Linked DNA regions of Mus musculus: all the other regions are linked to region 1. A link is a contact called in public HiChIP or PLAC-seq data. All regions are on one chromosome and are shown on one strand. Each heading gives the region's core, a stretch centred on a gene start, on an enhancer-like site or on the middle of the called end of the contact. The rest is flanking DNA. Distances are from core to core; before and after follow the strand shown. Region 1 holds the start of Xpot (exportin, tRNA (nuclear export receptor for tRNAs)). Region 2 overlaps Gns (glucosamine (N-acetyl)-6-sulfatase). Region 3 overlaps Rassf3 (Ras association (RalGDS/AF-6) domain family member 3).

Region 1 (2,855 bases), core at 211-2,710:
TCTTCGGGGAGGCTGCTGTCTTTATATCATTTCTGCTCCTGTAAGAAAGTCACCCCAGTAAAAGCCATTGGTTCACCAAGCTTGACTTTCGTGGTATCCTCACTTTAGTCTGTCATCAGTACCGAATCTGGGTATCTATCTGCAGTGAACAGATGTTTGTCCATGTATCCCCAGAGATAGTGTCACTTATGATAAGTCTAACACGTGTATCAAACTTAATTCATGAAATAGTCAGACCTGGTGACAACCTGGAACTCCAGCACTCTGGAATCTGAAGCAAGAGAACAGTGAAGGCCAGCAAGTTTCAGGCTAACCAGAGCTACATAGTGAGCCTCTCTCTGCCTCTAAATAAAATTAACCAAACCTTACCCTCTGAGGCTGGTACTGTCCCACTCTACATAAAATGAGTAAACTGAGATGGACTTTAACACTCATGATGCCAACAATAATGGAGGTGCAGCCTTAGGATTTAGGTAAGGTTGCTGGAGCTTATACTGCGCCCACACAGTAATAATAGCACGGGATCAAAGAAACAAAGCGAACGGAAGCACGGGACTTGTACGTATGTTTTCCCTCTCTCTTTTCTTTTTTTCTTTTTTTGAGACTGTGTTTCTCTCTGTAGTCCTGGCACTCGCTCTGTAGATGTGGCTACCTCTGCCTCCTCAGTGTTGGGATGAATGGTAATCGCCACCATCACCGGGGACTGCTTTCGGTTTTCTTTTTTTCTTTCTATCTTTTTTTGTAGGCAAATTTAGTAATATTTAAACTGGGCGTGGTGGTTCATGCCAGTAATTCCAGAATTTGTAAAGTTTAGGCCAGCTTGGGAAAAATGAGTGAAAACCAGCCTGGGTTATGGAGTGTGATCTTGCCTCAAAAGCAAAACAAGTAAATAAAAATACAGCGGATTTTTTTTTTTTTTAAAGAGTCCTTAAGCGTCTGGACTCTTGACACGTGGAACCGCTGGAAAGGAATTCAGCAACTGACTCAACACGTGGTTTCAACCACGTCCACTTTTCCGATCTCAGGATCTCCGCACTGCCACCTGACCAGACCCTTCTGGAGGGAGTGGAGAGTTACTAATTCACGCCGACGCTCAAAGCAGAGCGCAACGTGGCCGGTCTTCTAAAAGCTTAGAGGACCTCAGTAACCTGTAGCTAGGAGGGCGGTGTGCACTCTCCCAGCATGCACCACAGGCCCGCCGGCCACGCCCCCTGCGAGCTCCAGGGAGCACGTGCGCGGTCCTCCTCTCGGAAGCGTCCCATGCGCTTTGCACGCTGGGAGTTGTAGTCCCCCGGGCCCAGCCTGCTGGCGGCCGTCTGCACTCTACTTCCATGAGGCTGCTGCTAGCGCGGGTCCGCGCGGTACGACGCGGGGGGCGTGCCTCGCGCTGACTCAGCGGCGGCGTTAGCGGGACCCTGCGCAGTTTTCCTTCCAGGGCCGCCGACTCCGCCCGCCGGCTTGCCAACCTGCCCTCCCCGCTCCGCGCCACGCAAGAGAAGGCGCCCGGGGAACGCCGAGCGCCGAGAGGAGCGCGGCCCGGGCCGGCTCCGGCGCTAGCGCTGCGGCTGTATTGGAGGACTACAGCGACAAGGACGTGGGCCGCTCTCCGTGCTCCCTGCGTACGGCCCGCTCCTTGCGGCTGGCCGACCCTCGGGAGTGCAGGCGAGGAAGAGATATTGGAGTGATGGTGACTGGAGGCGTAGGGCGGCGGGCCGGGGACCCTACGTGGCCGGGCGAGCCGGACTTGGGGTTGGGGACGATCGGTGGCGGCCGCGTCCCTAGTGCGTGGCTGCCGGTTGCCGGGTGTTTCATCACCCGAGTGGCCACGAGGCTTCGCTCTGGGAGGGATCCGGGCGAAGGATAGGGGGCGAGGCCGGCCTAGGAGGCTGCCCCCCAACCCCATTTGTGATAGTTTTAGAGTGCGTCCCACCAGTTTGAGCTGTAGGGACCTCAAAGTTGATCCGCTTCCCACCCCGGGACAAATAGGAGAGAAAGTGTTATTTCTGCGTAGTAATTTGCCAGCAGGGACAGCCTTTTCCCCTTTTTGCTTCTTTACAGTCTTGCAGCCACGGAAAAGCTTGATGTTCCCTGTAACCTGAAAAACGAGTACTTTTTGGAAGCCTTAATTAGTTGTTACTGGGGGAAGTTACGTTGTATTAAAGCGACTTGTCAACTTGATGTTAAAAGGCTGGAAAGATTCAGTCGGTCTCAAACAGGCTTAAGTAGGTGTGGAGGAATTTTCCACATTGTTTGATTATTCTTGACTTAATGGCTGAGGGAAAAATTAAGGCTTCCAATTTTACATGTTTTTTTTTCGCTCCCCCCACCCCCACATCCACCTTTGCAGGTAGTATAAGATGTTTACCATATTGTAACAATGTTTAAGCCTGCAAGGCTCTGCATCGGTAGGTCAGAAAGCTAAGCTTCCTTTGCCGGTCTTTATTAGGCAATCGTTACCTTTTAACCCTGTGTTTTATTCACAGATAGGTGGTTTACCATCTCATTTTATTTTGGTTTGATGTTTTTTTCCGATTGTGTAGAGGGCGAAGGTTTGTGAGGGATTCCTCACTATGGAACAAGTTTGCTGAGGATTTTTTTTGTTGGTGTTGAGCATGTGCTCGGCTGGGCCTCTTATTTATCTTTTTTCCTCTTGTCAAGATTAGCGTGAAATGACAAAACGCTTAAGCAGTTTTTTTCCCAAAGCAATGGATAATTTAAAGGAACTCTAGTGGATTTCTCAATCAGGGGTTTACAGACAGTCTTACACCGACTTTTCTCTCTGAGCATTTTTAGCAGGAATACTACTTTACTTTAAGAATGTTTCAAGTTGTGCATCCTGCGTGCCTGTCTCTGAC
Region 2 (2,855 bases), core at 220-2,719, 240 kb after region 1:
ACTTCTGAGCTCCTAAAGCTGCATGGCTCCATTTCAACCCAGTGGGGCTATGTCAGTGTTCATGTAAAAACCTTTACATTGTGTGTGTGTGCACAAGTGTATGTGTGTGTCAGCCAGAGTACGTCAGGTGTACAGAGCCTCTCTCTCACGGGCCTGGCTTACTGATCACCAGCCTCAGAGAGCCTCTGGCTGCTTGTGCTGGAGTCACAGGCTTTTTTCAAGTGCATTCTGAGGAACAAACTCGGGTCCTCACACTTACGTGGCAGCTTAGCCTACAGGGTGAGCCCCAGGCCAGAGAGCCCTTGTCTAAGAAACCGAGCTGAGAAGCCAGGCATGAGGGCTCAGGCCTTTTATCCCAGCACTTGGGAGGCTCTCTGGGGGACAGACACCAGCCTGGTCTACATTGTGAGCTGCAGGACAGTCAGGGCAGGACAGCCAGGGAGACATAGTGAGACCCCGTCTGGCCCCCCAACACCCCCCCCCCCGAAAAAAAACCCAAACCAACCAAACAAACAAAAAAACAAAAACAAAAGACCTCGGTGACCAGCTCCCGAGGAACATTAACTAAGGCTGTCCTCTGGCTCATGTGTTACACACAAAATATGTCTTTGAAATTGGAGAAGACAGCCATTTTAGGCAGCCAAACAGAGATCGAAAAAAAAATATCAAGTAACTGTCATTTTTAATTTAAGACCACATTGGAAGGCCTGTATGACAGACAGGAGCAGAGCATTGTGGGTCGGGGCTCAGGTTTCCGGGTGGCTGGGAGAGCCCTGATACACAACCTGGCTCTGAATCTATTAGTGCCTCTCGGCAGCTGTCGTGGGTTGCCATTCCATGGAGACACTTCAGGAAGCAGCAGTCCTTATGTCACTGAAAGTGTACTGGAGCTGTCTCCAGAGATTACCCAGACACCCCCCTCCCCCCCAGACACGGGTCGGCTTCCTTCTTTCAAGGCCCTGGGGGGGTGCGGGGTGAACCGAGCAGCTTGGTTCACAGTTGGTGTCTGGGTGTGACAAGGAAGAGATCACCATAGGAGAAACACGAGCCCCGAGAGTCCAGGAGGTGTGCGGAGGAGCCTGTGTCATTGGTACTGGGAGTCAAAGCAGGGTACAAGATAAGTTGTATGAGCTAAAGCAGTAAGAGCCCAGAATGGAAATGGTGATTGTTAGTCTCACCAAAACTCTCTTCAAATACCAGCGCTGCAGGATGGGAGACGCTGTTTAATAGCCTTTTGCTCAGTGGCTAAGGCTGACAATTCCAGTACAAATCAAATCACTAAGATGGCTTAAGAACGACAAACATGCAGGGCGATGGCTTCAAAATCTGCCCACATTATGTAAGGAGACTAGAGACCTGATGTAGTTACAGATTGTGAGCAGAAAAGTCAAGTGGGAATTGTCTACCTTGGTCTCACACAGGCTTCTGATAAGCTGTGCAAACAAGGTGAGTCCTCTCAGACACTAAAGCCAACCAAGGAGGGGCTGCGTAAGGCACGGCATACAGCACCCCACAAGGCACCCTAAGCAGGGCTGCTACAAGCAAGTCACAGAACACCCCAGAAGGCTCCAAAGAGTCCATTTGCCAAGAGCTCTGAGCACTTGAGAGGTCCAGCACCAGCAAAGGCTGAGCTGCTGTGGGTGGGTCTGCCTTAGCTTCCGTAGCTAGGAAGGAGCCGGGGTATCACACTTAGGTAGAGATGAAGCGGCTGGAGAGGTGGCTCAATGGCTAAGGGCACTGGCTGATCTTCCAGTGAACCTGAGTTCAGTTCCAAGCACCCATATTGGGTGGCTCACAGGCACCTCTACCTATAGTTCTAGGGCAGTGGCTCTCAAGCTTCCTAATGCTGTGACCTTTCAATACTGTTTGTCAAGTTGTGGTGATCCCCGCCCCCACCATAAAAATATTTCATTGCTACTTCATAACTGTAATTTTGCTGCTGTTATGAATCGTAATGTAAAATATCTGGTATTTAGGATATCTGATATATGACCCAAAGGGGCCATAACCTACAAGTTGAGAACCATTGCAGAGGACTTGATAGCCGTTCTGGCCTCTGTGGGATGAATGAGGAATGGTGGAGGAGAACTCTATCCCCAGGTATCTCACATAAGGAAGCATTGCTTCCTCCCCAATCCAGCCTGGCACCAAAAAGTCGGCTGCAACACTATCACGGCAAGTAAGAATTCCCTCCCCTGACAACTGTCAGGCCTCACTCCTTGTTTGACTTTATAAGGATTTTCCCCTCAGACCCTGTCTCTCCTGAGTATGCAGATGAAGTATCTTCCGATACCCCTGTCCTGGCCAATTGGACAGGCCCCACATGCTTTCCCCAGAGAGCCTGCTTAGAGAGGTGAGGCCTCTGACCTTCCCGCTTGCGTGGCACGAGTCAGCGGCGGAGAAGACGGAACGGTCTGTTCTTCCCGCAGCTGGTGGACACAGTCACTCCGCTTCCTTTCAGTTTCTTTCTGACAGAACATGATGTCCCAGGTGCCATGCTTCTCAGAAGGGCACCACCTACCTACTAATATGGACTTTGCACTCAGATCAAAAGCCAACCTCGGTAAGACACACTTAAGATCTGCTGACCTCCCAGCTGGCCTGTTGAGAAAGTGCCGAGACTTGTAGGACAGGTAGGAAGGCCGTTCTACCTTTCTGGGGACAGTTTAACAGTGAAGCACCAAGAAGCTGAAATAGGAAGCAGGGAAAGGTGGGGAAGGAGGAGTACTGGTGCCCTCCACCAACCACAGACAGCCCAGAGCACCCACTACCCGGATGTCTGGGCCATCTTGCGGCTTTAAATGCAATTATGTGTGTGTTGCTTTTCTCTGGTCTCAGAGCTTAGGTGATGATGC
Region 3 (2,855 bases), core at 99-2,598, 210 kb after region 1:
GGTGGGGGTGCACCACTTAGGTTCTGTCCTTCTGTCCTTCCTCTATCCTTGGACAATCTGGGTTTTTGTGTTGTTGTTGGTTTTGGGTTTGAGTTTTTTCTTCCTCTAACACCCAGGGAAGAAGATCAGTAGCTTGCTTCTCTTTCTTTTTCCTTTTTTAAACTTTAATATTTGTGGGTGTGGTACACTTAAGAATGGACACATGTTTGGAGGGTGGAGGCCTCCCTCCTGTGGATTTTGAGACAGGGTCTCTGTTGGCTGCTGCTGCGAATTGTGAACTAACTGTCTTGCTGTGTTCAGGGACCGTCCTGTCTCTGTCTCTGTCTCCATCTCACTACAGGAGATTGCAGGTGTGTGCTGCTGTGCCCAACTTTCTCTGGGGATTCAAACTCAGGTCTTGATGCTTGCAAGGCAAACAGCTTACCCACCGAGCCATGTCCAGAGACCCTCATTCCACAGAACCCAAGACCTTGGGTGTCTCACACAGCGCTGTACCCATGACCTATATCCCTAGTCCTGCCTTATTATCTTAGAGGACCGTGGTGCCAAGTGAAACAATCAACCGGTATGAGTAGGTGGGGCCAGGGGAGTAAAGCAAGCTTCGCCAGGCTGTCGGCCAGGAGGGGTGGGAAGGCAGCGATCACAACCACCTCTCACAGCTTGAAATCTGGCTTGGCACCAGTGGGCACTAATAAATAATTGTCGAATGATGGCTGGTATTGTGTCCTCTCGTTTGTATAAAGTAGGTATTGTCTTCACACATTTCACAGAGATGAGAAAGCCGGAGCTCAGAGAGGTCCCGTGACTTAGAAGGTGGCAGAGCAGAGCCATGGTTTCAGACCTAAGTATGTGGGACCCATAAGTCAGATTTCTTTACTATGCTAAATCGGAGGTAGTGATGGGCATAGTCATCTCCTTGGGGCCTCCTTTGAAGCTGCTTGTGTTTGCTCTTTATGGTTTGAGCTTTTGGGTTCTTTTGTTTTTGTTGTTGTTGTTGTTGTTGTTTTGTTTTGTTTTTGTTTTTCCAAGATGAGCTTTCTCTGTGTAGCCCTGGCTGTCCTGGAACTTGCTTTGTAAGTCCCAGGCTGACCCCGAACTCACAGATCCACCTGCCTCTGCCTGTGCCACCACAACCCGGCTGTTTGAGCCTTTGTTGTTCAGTGGTTTTGCTTTTAAAATTCTGGTGTAGCTTCAGAGTTAGCCAGGAAAGTATAAGTGACTCCCAGGTCCTCTCAGACTTGTAGGGGGTCCGTCTATCCTTAGAAAGCCTATGAGAAAGAATGCGCCTTGGACGCAGGCTCTCTGTGTCTGTGAGGTAGGTGGGTGTGTCTCTCCTGAGAAAGTTCGCTGTTGAGAAAACAAACAGCCTGGAAGTGGGGCTCCACCCTGGAAGTGAGTCTGACCCAAATTACACTCCTCGGACACGGAGGCTGAAATGCCAGGGGTGGGTTTAGAGTTAGAATTTTGCATAGACGAGCTCTCCTTGTGGCCTCAGACAGAAATGACTTGTACCCTGCCCGACAGATGCTTTGGGGTGTGGTACCAGCCCCTCCCTGGCTGCCAAGGGCAACAGCCATGCATCATTCACAGGCGGCTGCCCCTACCCTTCCCCGCCCTTCCCCTCCTGCCCTGCAGTGAGAATCCTGTTTATAGTCTGCTGTGCCACTGCCTAACCCTGCCTCCAATCTTTGCCATCTTCCTTCCCCACCCCTCTGCTGCCACCCGAGGCGCATCGAGAATGTGCGTGCATTTGGAGGGTTCTCTCCCAGGCTGGCAGACAAGAGTGTCTCGTAAAGGCTTAAGCAGTCTACAAGTTGTCCAAGGTTGTGGTCCTTCTCCAGCTCGGGCGCTATGTGGAGTCTGTCATTCCCCACCCCGCCCCCGCCCCGTCTGTGCGCTCTGTGTCTGCACTATCTGCAGTTGAAGCACCTGTGTTTGCCAGGCTACCCAAGGAACAGGCTCCTTGAGACGGGACAGCTGCAGGGAGCCCTGGGTCTCTTACCCCACCCTCCTCAAGCACTGTATGGTGGGTACATGAGTAGATACCCCACCCCCAGCCCCAACCCCCAGTTTATTATTTTTAAAAACCCAGCTCCGGGCTGTCGCTTTCCTAGGATTTACTGTCCGGTTGATCATTGAATAGCAAAGTGCTCAACCCAGGAGCAGTCCCGTAGGCCCTGAGCTCCAGCCCTCTTGATGCTTTCCAGTCTTGCCTCGGTTTAGTCTCTGAGAAGTAAAGATAGTGATCTATCTGCCTTCCTCCTCTGCCCTCAGGTGTGGGTCATCCTGGGGTCATGGCTCCTTTGATCTTTCTCATAGTGCCAGTGGGCTTCTGGTCCGAGGGGGCCTAAGCCCTGGTCCTTTTCTTTGCTATCCTCTGCCCCCTTCCATTCCTTTCCTTAGGATTCTCGCCCGCGTGACACCCCGGACCTACATGCAATGATGTTTGTGTGCAGCGAGTGGTCTGGGGGCCCTTTGACGTCCTTGATCCCTTACATGGAACCCCGTCCCTCCCGCGTCCTGAGAGAGATCAGCCATCAGATCAGATAATCTCTGCAAACAGCGCTGCGCTCAGATCAGATCAGATCTTTGCAGACAGCGCTGCGCTCAGGTCAGGAGCTCTTCAGAGATGACCTACTCCAGACTGGTCACTTAGCAGGAAGTGAGCAAACAGACTCAGAGGGTGAGCAAGGCCTGAGGCCCAGTGGTAGACCAAAGGACGTCAACAACGGAGCCTGCTGTTGCTGAGATGCTTGCCTAAGAGCCGTTCTGAATTCGGCACGGCATTCCTCCAGCGGCTTCCACGGTGACCATTCCTGGTGTGTTTGTACCATTGCCACACAGTGAACAACTGC

Evidence for each region. HiChIP or PLAC-seq counts read pairs in DNA pulled down with a chosen protein or histone mark.
Region 2: an H3K27ac HiChIP or PLAC-seq map of extraembryonic endoderm stem cells shows a contact between it and region 1. The contact joins the enhancer-like site here to the promoter of Xpot in region 1. A contact is called at or near these places in 3 of 39 promoter capture datasets (the C10 cell line, liver and macrophages), 4 of 484 Hi-C or Micro-C datasets (the G1E-ER4 cell line and the N1E-115 cell line), 4 of 115 datasets of contacts at active chromatin or transcription factors (bone marrow-derived macrophages, extraembryonic endoderm stem cells, microglia and 1 more) and 3 of 9 other capture datasets (adipose tissue, liver and pancreatic islet).
Region 3: a FOXA1 HiChIP or PLAC-seq map of pancreatic cancer cells shows a contact between it and region 1. The contact joins the enhancer-like site here to the promoter of Xpot in region 1. A contact is called at or near these places in 4 of 39 promoter capture datasets (the C10 cell line, embryonic stem cells, liver and 1 more), 3 of 484 Hi-C or Micro-C datasets (embryonic stem cells, nephron progenitors and pre-B cells), 5 of 115 datasets of contacts at active chromatin or transcription factors (embryonic stem cells, epiblast stem cells, memory CD8 T cells and 2 more) and 3 of 9 other capture datasets (adipose tissue, liver and pancreatic islet).

The regions. Positions count from the first base shown.
Region 1 is chr10:121,624,937-121,627,791 of GRCm38.p6, reverse strand. Xpot (exportin, tRNA (nuclear export receptor for tRNAs)) reads left to right here and starts at 1,460. Exons shown (of 25, transcript NM_001081056.2): 1 at 1,460-1,687.
Region 2 is chr10:121,384,520-121,387,374 of GRCm38.p6, reverse strand. The region is part of intron 9 of Gns (glucosamine (N-acetyl)-6-sulfatase); the gene reads right to left. Among named protein-coding and RNA genes, the nearest start is that of Gns, 21 kb to the right of the region's middle. Within about 2 kb of position 1,469, at least 26 of the 459 cell types and tissues checked have an H3K27ac peak or open chromatin away from gene starts, as enhancers often do.
Region 3 is chr10:121,418,949-121,421,803 of GRCm38.p6, reverse strand. The region is part of intron 1 of Rassf3 (Ras association (RalGDS/AF-6) domain family member 3); the gene reads left to right. Among named protein-coding and RNA genes, the nearest start is that of Gns, 55 kb to the right of the region's middle. Within about 2 kb of position 1,348, at least 109 of the 459 cell types and tissues checked have an H3K27ac peak or open chromatin away from gene starts, as enhancers often do. A contact at or near this core is called in embryonic stem cells, memory CD8 T cells, pancreatic cancer cells and 2 more, where this site is marked.